2 separate regions of the Mus musculus genome follow, and region 1 is linked to region 2. The links are chromatin contacts, called in public Hi-C maps. All regions are on one chromosome and are shown on one strand. The core of a region is the stretch at or near the end of the contact, and the rest is flanking DNA. Distances in the headings are between cores, read along the strand shown. Region 1 has its middle 7.9 kb from the start of Tmem220. Region 2 overlaps Shisa6 (shisa family member 6).

Region 1 (4,310 bases), core at 209-2,708, 650 kb before region 2:
GACGTGTCTTTGGGGTGCTATCGTTCAGCAGGTTAACTGTAGAAACTTATCAATGTCTTCCCTCCTGTCCCTTCCCTGGGAAGCAACCTGTGACTCTCACAGACCTTTCTGCACAGCATCGTCCCTTCTTACTGCTACTCCTTGAAAAGGAGGCTGCCCCTGCGCTCTCCCAGGCCTCCTGGCTGGTTTCCCCAGCATCTGTCTTATTGTGGACTGAGCTGAGCTACCCTCCTTGTCCTTATGCTGACTATATGGAGAAAGGGCTTTTATGGAGATAGTTAAGTGACGTCACTAGGGTGGGATCCTCACCTGATAGGACTGGCATTCTTTATTTTTTTATTATTGGATATTTTATGTATTTATATTTCAAATGCTATCCCCTTTCCCAGTTCCCCTCAGGAAACCCCCTCCCCTTCCCCTCCCCCTGCTTCTGTGAGGGTGCTTGCCCACCCATCCACCTATTCCCACCTTACCACTCTGGCATTCCCTTACACTGGGGCATCAAACCATTCACAGTACCAAGGGCCTCTCCATCCACTGATGCCAGACAATGCCATCCTCTGCAGCTGGAGCCATGGGTCCCCTTCATGTGAATTCTTTGGTTGGTGATTTAGTCCCTGGGAGCTCTGAGGGGGGGGGGGGCGGTCTGGTTAGTGGATATTGTTGTTCTTCCTATGGGGTTGCAAACCCCTTCATCTCCTTCAAGGACTGGTGTTCTTATAGGAAGAGGATTCAATATACATCTCTAAACATCCTTCTCCCCTTCTGGGAGAGCCCAGGGGAAGCCACGGGAGGAGCTGTGAGCAGGAGGCCAGGAAAGAAGCAACCCTGATGGCATTGTGAACTCACAGCACGGCACTAACCTGTTGTTTAAACTGCCCACCCCTCGCAGTGCTGTACCTGTGAGGGTAGCCAAGCCAAGATCTAGGTTCTGAGCTTGCTCCCACTCACTTTGCAACTGGTGACCTCTGCAAGACACAACTCTCAAACTTCTACCTAAAACCATCCCTCCCTCCTTCCCTGTCTCCATCCTGTGCTATGCCCCTCCTCCACTCCTGCCTCGCCCTCCCACCTCCCCGCCCCCTTCTTCAGATTGATGCAGGGCACTGCTCTCCGGAGCACCAGAAACTTAAAGATTGTACAGACCAGACAACCTCACCTAATCTTCAAATAGGAACTCCAGGGTCAAAGACCAATAGTTTGAACAGTCAGTAAAATCCGACAAAGCTGGGTCCAGCAGTCTGAACTTCCTCCCCGTAGGGCTTCCTTCCCCACATCTTCATATCAGTTATGTCCCCTGTAACCCTTTGGTTACACAGCCTTCTATTATGCAAATCTCGCTCCTGCAGATCTGGGTTCCACCCGCTCCTTCTCCTTCGCCTATTTTACTCTCCCTCCTGTTTGCACTCGGTCTCCTGGGGCAACCCTGCCACACCCTCCGCAGCTGCCTTTAGCTCTGGTAGTATGGTCACACTGGCAATTAAACAATGAGTTGCTTGGTGTCTGTGTGACTCACCAGACTACAAGCCCCATGAGGAGAATATCTGCATCTGTTTTCTTTCTTTCTTCCAGTTGCTTCCCCAGGCCCAGCACAGTTAGCACACAGCTGGGGCTAAGCCACTATGACAGGAAAGAGCCACAGACTTAAGGAACCGTCCAGATGAACACCTACCATCCGTTAGATCTTTTTACAGTGTATATGAGTTCAAAGGATTCTTGACACTCACCAAAACAGTTACCTAGAAAAAAAATACCTTTTTGTTTTATGACAAAGAACAGAAGGTTAGATATATGTCACCAGGACCAGAGCAAAATTCTGGAACAAACCAACAGACATCCTATTACAGACAGCAGTGACCCAGGCCTGCCTCATGCCCCACTTGCAGCTACTGAACAGCAAGCAGCCTTTAGATGTTTCATTCCCAGTTGGTGGATGTGCTAGCTTTAGTCATTAATATTTTTATTTGCATTTGTATGTGCATGTATGTGGGGGTGTGTGCATGCACACATGGAGGTCAGAGGATAAACTTGTGAGTGTCAGTTCTCTGTGTCTACCGTGTGGGTCCTAGGATTGAACTTGGGTCCTCAGACTTGGAGGCAAGTGTTTTCATCTGCTGATCCATCTTGCTGGCCTCCTGCTAGCTTTAGATGATGAAAGAATTCTTAACAGGATTATTTTTTCAATCCAGGTATCAGTCCTGATCATGTGCGTGTTTGGGAATGCCACAGCACGCCTGTCAGAGGTCATAGGACACTTCTCAGGGGTTGGTTCTCTCCTTCCATAGGGAGCTCTGAGGAGCACCCTTGGGTGTCTGCTTTGTGCGGCAAGTGCTTGTTCCATCTGAGCTGTCTCTTAGACCCCCCACATCACCCCTAAGAGGAAACTTGCTAATGAATAATACTTTTCTTTATTAAATAATTGTTGCAGTCAAGAGGAGAACGGTCTTTCTGTGACTCAGTCACACAGTGGATCACTGATAGAAACATAAGGGAAGGAACGCCTCAGCATCCTGGATAGGCAGCCATGCTCAGAGAGAGGAGAGAAGGAAGGTTATTTATGAGAAAGTCGTCACCAGGTAAGGCCATTTCTGGTGAAGCACATCCCGTCGGCCATTCCCCTGGGATGGGTGGGGATGGACTAGGAGAGGTCAGGAGAGAGTGTGTGGCCAGTGACCACAGTGCTCTGTATCTTGAGGGAGAGGTTGTTATCCGTGTGCCTGTACTCGTCAACACTGTAGCGTTTGTACACGTCAGAGTTGCTAATGTCTCTGTTTGCAAACTGTGTCACCAAAAATAAACCCGTGAGCAAATACTGGATTGGGGCTGTGCTGAAGTGTTTTGGGTGATCTGTACAGTGGCTTAAACATATGATAGGTTGATGCTGGTAGGTGGAAGGATGGGTGGACAGCGGTGTAACAAAGGAGGCAGAGTAACTTGTCCCTATAAACTAGAGGTGGTGGACCGATAGTGGTTCCCTGCCCAGTGCTTGTGTTTGTACAGCTTCATAATAAAATGTTGAAAAAAAAAAAACAAACAAAAACCAAACAAACTGAAATGCAGCAAGCTAAAAAAGAAAAAAGAAAGAAAAGAAGTGTTCTAAAGTAGTTTAAATTCACTGTAACCAGTAAGACCACACAGAGACGTATGGGTAGAAAACCACTAATCTCTTTCAGTTGTTTATTTTGTTTTAGTTATTGGTGGTTCAGGGTTTGCCTATGTAGCCCAGGCTAGCCTCAAGCTTGCCCCGTATCTTGGGGATTCTGCCTCATCTTTCAAGCACTGGGAATTCAGGCCTACATCACTATATCTGTCCACTAGCTCTTCACATTACAGTGCCTCCCCCTATCCATAGCAGACATGTCCCAAGTCCTTCAGCAGATGCTGGAAGCCATGAATAGTACCAAACCCTATCTTGGACACTACACCTTCCCTCTGCATATACACCTATGATGGAGTTTAGGATATAAATTAGGTATAGAGAATAACAACTAAGAATAAAATATAGCATGCACAACAATATTATATTTGTGTTTTATTAAAAAAATAAGAAGGAAGGAATATGTTTGAGGGAGGCACGGTATGGTGTAGGGGAAGGGGTGTCCCTTTGGGCCCATGCTGAGGCATCCCTTTTCCCTGCGGTACCAGCCACACATGATGGTATAGTATAGATTAGAGTTTACATAGAGAGGAGTAGAGGCTGGCCATGATCATGTGTAGAGGGGGTGCGGAGAGGAATGGGGAGAGAGAGAAGAGGGTAAGGGGCAAGAGCGAGAAGAGAAGAGAAGAGAAGAGAAGAGAAGAGAAGAGAAGAGAAGAGAAGAGAGCAAGAGAGCGAGAAGGGGGCGAGCAGCCCCTTTTATAGTGAGTCAGGCACACCTGGCTGTTGCCAGGTAACTGTGGGGCAGAGCCTAGACAAAATGCCAACAATATGTACCAAAATTTACATGAATTTGTTCAGAACACACATTAATCTTTTCCATGAACTGCCATTCATCATGGGTAACTAAAACTCCGGGAAGTGAAAGCCGTTAAGGAGACTGCTGATGGTGGAGGGGATGATAGGCAGGGAGGAGGCTGAGCAGGGGCCAGAGGTTGAGGGTCTCAGGAGGATCTGGGGGAGGATGCAGACCGTAGATGCTCTCCAGCAGAGTGGGGTCCTGTGCCGTGGAAAGCAGCCCCCTGCTCCTCAGTGGTCCTGGCTAGTGGAACTGGCTCTCCAAACTTGTTTTTCTATACAGACATCAAAATCTAACAAGTGTTAGTGTAACACAGCCTGCCAGGAACGAAGATATTCTAAAGAGAAACTTGTG
Region 2 (4,130 bases), core at 756-3,255:
TCTATTGGTAAGATAACATCACGACGCCACCCACTGATATGGGTGATATGGGCTGATATGAAGACTGAAGAAGAAACATGTGCACCAGCATGCTAAGGACTCAAGGAAGGTTAGCCTTCTATGCTCCCCTGTCATGGTGCTGTAGAGTAACACAAGGCACCCAGCAGGGCATCTCTGGAGCTAGCGAGGAGGGCAGGCTCTCGGGCTCTAGTTCAGGCTGACAGGGAAACATTGTTTTCAGAAGATTGCAGATCATTCACATACACACGAAGACTTAAGGAACACCAACACAAAGCAATTTCCCTTTTAAAATCCTGAGTAAATTCTCCCGAGGGATATGAAGGTCACATCCATTTCTGAGATTTGTCTGTCATACCATGTGCATCAGAAGCCAGATTCCCTAGCTGGGAAGGAAGACAATTGAAAAATGAGGAGTACTTGAACTGGGACTGGGGATACAGAGCTATTTCCTAGTATTATAACACCTTATCCTAGATAGGAGGTAAAAAAAAAAAATGGAACCAAGACATGGGCCTATTTTGTTTATATTTATCTATAAGTTGAATAAAATGATCAAAAACACTATCAGCCTTTGAGAAATTTGATAATATCTAGCATGTAAGAAGAAAGTTCTGTGCAGGAGATCCCAAAAAGAACACAGGGTGTTAAAGAAAGGAAACCTGGCCGCTACCTGAAGTATCCCAAGTGGCCTTCTGTAGGACACCAGAGCTGAGATGGTCACTGTAGGACAGAAAGGGGGCTAGCTAAGGGTTGGATGGAACATACATTTCTGGCACATGAGCACCCACAGAGCTATGGATGTGGAGATGGCAGTGAGTTGAGAGTTTAGGACATTATTAGGGGCAGAGCAGGAAAGTGGCCAGAGCAGAGAACACCTGCAGGGAGAGCACAGGAATCGGAGCTAGAAAGATAGGCTGAAAGCCAAGTCCCAAATCATTCCAGGCACAAAGTTTAGGTTGAGTTAAGAAATTTCCTGGGTGTTTGGAAGAACAGAGATGGGGTGATGGGGGAGGGTGCTGAGTAGACATTTAAGGAACTGAAATTTACTGGGAGTTTGGAAGAATAGAGATGGGGCGATGGGGGAGGGTGCTGAGTGGACATTAAGGAACTGTTGGATGGGACTAGGAATTCTCCTGTGCGGTTGCATGGCAAAGTGACTCTGGGTAACAGTATTGTGCTTCCATCTTGAATGAACTGAAGGAAGGGTATTTGAATATTTAAAGGTACAAATATGATAACCACATTGTGACCATTGTACCTCATAAACATATTTGTGTGTTTTCATGTATCAATTAAGAACTTACTTAATATAAAATATTCTAGATACCACTTCCCTGTCATCCCTCTTCCTTTTTACTCTTAAACCAAATTATAAAGCAACACAATCACTCCAAAGGGGCCTCTATTGTCAGGTAACTCCTCCCTGAGCAGATGTGGACATAGCAGTGACATGCAACTCCCTTGGTCTCTTCCTAGGAAGTGCTCTCTTTTGCATGAATCTATCCTGCAGCAGCTCAGGCAGCAGAATGCTAGAAGGAGCTGAATAAGCGCATGGACCTGTGGTCCATAGAGACTAACTACAGCCTCTGTTAAAAAATGTTTCATCATGCCAGGTTTCAGTTTCCTCTAACTAATTAGAGATTCATGAGACCGTGGTCCTTTGATATTCTGGGATCCTTTATATACTACTGAACATAAAGATGCTGCATCAAATGAAACAGGGAGCTTTACCTCGGAGGCGACCTGAGAGGCAGAACACGGAGTAGTCAGCGTGACTTGTTTGCCAGCTCTGAAAAGTAGTGATGAGAAGCCCTTATCCTTGCAAGCACGATGACAGATAAGGGTGGTGCCCCCAGGGTTCACAGCAGGAGTTCATCCTTAAGCCCTGAAGGTCCTTCTGCCAACTGCTCTTAAACATGCAGCCTGGCTTCACAGGGCCCTGAGCTTATGAAGTATTCAGTCCTGGATCGGATGAATGTTAGCGCTTGTGTTCTCCATTGCTTCCCAGTGAATCATTTGTTCTCTTGCCCTGGGGGAGTAATTCTGGGGAAGCATAATGCTTTTCTGGTTTTTCACTAAGAGCAATTGAACGCAGATGCCTGGAATCCATTCAGTGTTAAAGTGCAGGGCCACCACACAGGAGCCAGCTATGCACAGACTGGGGGAGGAGGGCAGATCTCGCAGAGGCTTGTGTGCCTGCTGATGAAGAGAAGGGTCCCAGTGTGAGCAAAGAACATGAAGCCAAACGTGAGACACTGGTCCAGAAATAGGTGGAGCTTTAGACTGTCTGGCTTTAAGGAAAAAGGCCCTAGAGCTAAGGCCCCTTTGACCAGCTGCCATCATCTGGTCTTACTCAAGGCTGCCAAAGACCCTTAGCCAGTATTACAGTTTGCACTTCTCTTGCTTCCTGTCCAGATAATCTGCAAAATCTCTTGAAGCATTCTTTAAAGCACTCTCCCAAATTCTACGCTGTTCTATGCAACCAGAATGATCTTACTCTACCCCAATTTAATGCGACTTTACCTGCCTCACCTACTTAGCCAGAAACTCACATCTGTTGTGAATGTTGATTTTTATGGACTCTCAAAGGCTCTTTATTGGAAGCTTGGAACAGCATACATCCATCATAAAAGTACTGACTGAGTTAAAATCCCTTAAATATCAATATATACACTCTCCTCCTCTCTATCCATGTTCATTGGTTGGCATGACCCAAAAACAAAACGTCAAGGCCCTGCACTGTCTAGCTTGCTGTTCAAGGTTCCTTATTGGTACACCCACTCAGGCAAACTCTGACTTTTTTTATGAGCATCCTTTCCCGGGGATGTAATAGCCTTACTGGACTGGCAGACCAGTACACAGAACTCTACTTGAATTTTCTTTTCTTACTCCTTTTGTCCTAACTCATTCTGCACTGCTAAGTAATTTATCAGAGGTTTATTTTGCTCACATTTTTGAGGGTAGGAAATCCGAAATTGAGAGAGATCATCAGCAAGTAAATTCTTGCACTAAAGACACCACCATCACAATGAACACATTAATCCTCTCTTGAGGATAGAACCTTGATAACTGCACATATAAATTTAACTCGCAACATTTCTATCCTCAATGGCTGCAGTGGTCCCTCTTGTTTGGAGTCAGAGGGATGGTGCAATGGTTAAAAGCATTTGCTGCTCTTCAGCTAGAACTGGGTGTGATTCCCAGAATGCATATGGTGGCTTACAACCATCCTTAACTCCAGTTCCAAAGGCTCTAACACCCACTTCTGGCTTCTCTGGGCACCAGGCATACACACTGTGTACATACAATACATGCATGCAGAAAAACACTCACATATACTAAAAAGATAGCAAAAATGAGAAGAAAAAAAAAAAACAAAACAAAAACCAAAACACCCTGCCATTGTTTATATAGCCAGTACCAGGCTTTTTATGTTGCTATTTAGAAATAGTTTCCAACATACATGAAAATAATAAAAATAGTTCAAATAATTTTATATTCCTCAGTTTTCCAAATTTTAACATTTGCTCACTTTTGCTTCATCATTCTCTTGCCTTTTCTATCTCTGTCTCCTTATGTGCACTCATGCAAACATATACATAGATGCATTACATATGGTTTTCTAAGCATATGTGAAATTTTCCTGCATTATCAAAAATAAATTGCAGGTATAATGGCCACTTAGTCTCAAATACTCAAGTGAATATCCCATAAAATTAACTCTTCCTTTCATAACCACACTGTAATTATCAGAGTCAGAAAATTGGCACTGATAGGCAGCTGTATCAAGCTAGTTTTTACACAAATATGTCACTGCTGTTCCTGAACCAAGCTCACAAGTTATTAGGTTTATTTCAAAATATCTGACTGCATTTGTTGCTATTTGTAAATTGGGTTCATGCACTGTTTATGCTCTGTAACCGATTGCATTTGTGTGGATGAAGATTATTGATTCTGTTCGCTGTACATTCTGACTCTCTGGTGATTTCTTTCATTGCGAGGGCTACTTTTATCATTGACATTCTTGGTAGTGTATCATATCATATGCACACCGAGACAACTTCTCTACTTTATACCTAATTAATCTCACTTGTCTGCTGGCATAAGCT

Evidence for each region. Hi-C and Micro-C count contacts between places; a contact is called where the count stands out from the background.
Region 1: a Hi-C map of adipose-derived mesenchymal stem cells shows a contact between it and region 2, with 2.5 times the contacts expected there. The contact joins two enhancer-like sites. A contact is called at or near these places in 1 of 484 Hi-C or Micro-C datasets (adipose-derived mesenchymal stem cells) and 1 of 115 datasets of contacts at active chromatin or transcription factors (pancreatic cancer cells).

What each region holds. Positions count from the first base shown.
Region 1 is chr11:67,015,114-67,019,423 of GRCm38.p6, reverse strand. No RefSeq gene overlaps it. Among named protein-coding and RNA genes, the nearest start is that of Tmem220, 7.9 kb to the left of the region's middle. Within about 2 kb of position 1,458, at least 77 of the 459 cell types and tissues checked have an H3K27ac peak or open chromatin away from gene starts, as enhancers often do. A contact at or near this core is called in adipose-derived mesenchymal stem cells, where this site is marked.
Region 2 is chr11:66,365,401-66,369,530 of GRCm38.p6, reverse strand. The region is part of intron 2 of Shisa6 (shisa family member 6); the gene reads left to right. Among named protein-coding and RNA genes, the nearest start is that of Gm45945, 94 kb to the right of the region's middle. Within about 2 kb of position 2,005, at least 19 of the 459 cell types and tissues checked have an H3K27ac peak or open chromatin away from gene starts, as enhancers often do. A contact at or near this core is called in adipose-derived mesenchymal stem cells, where this site is marked.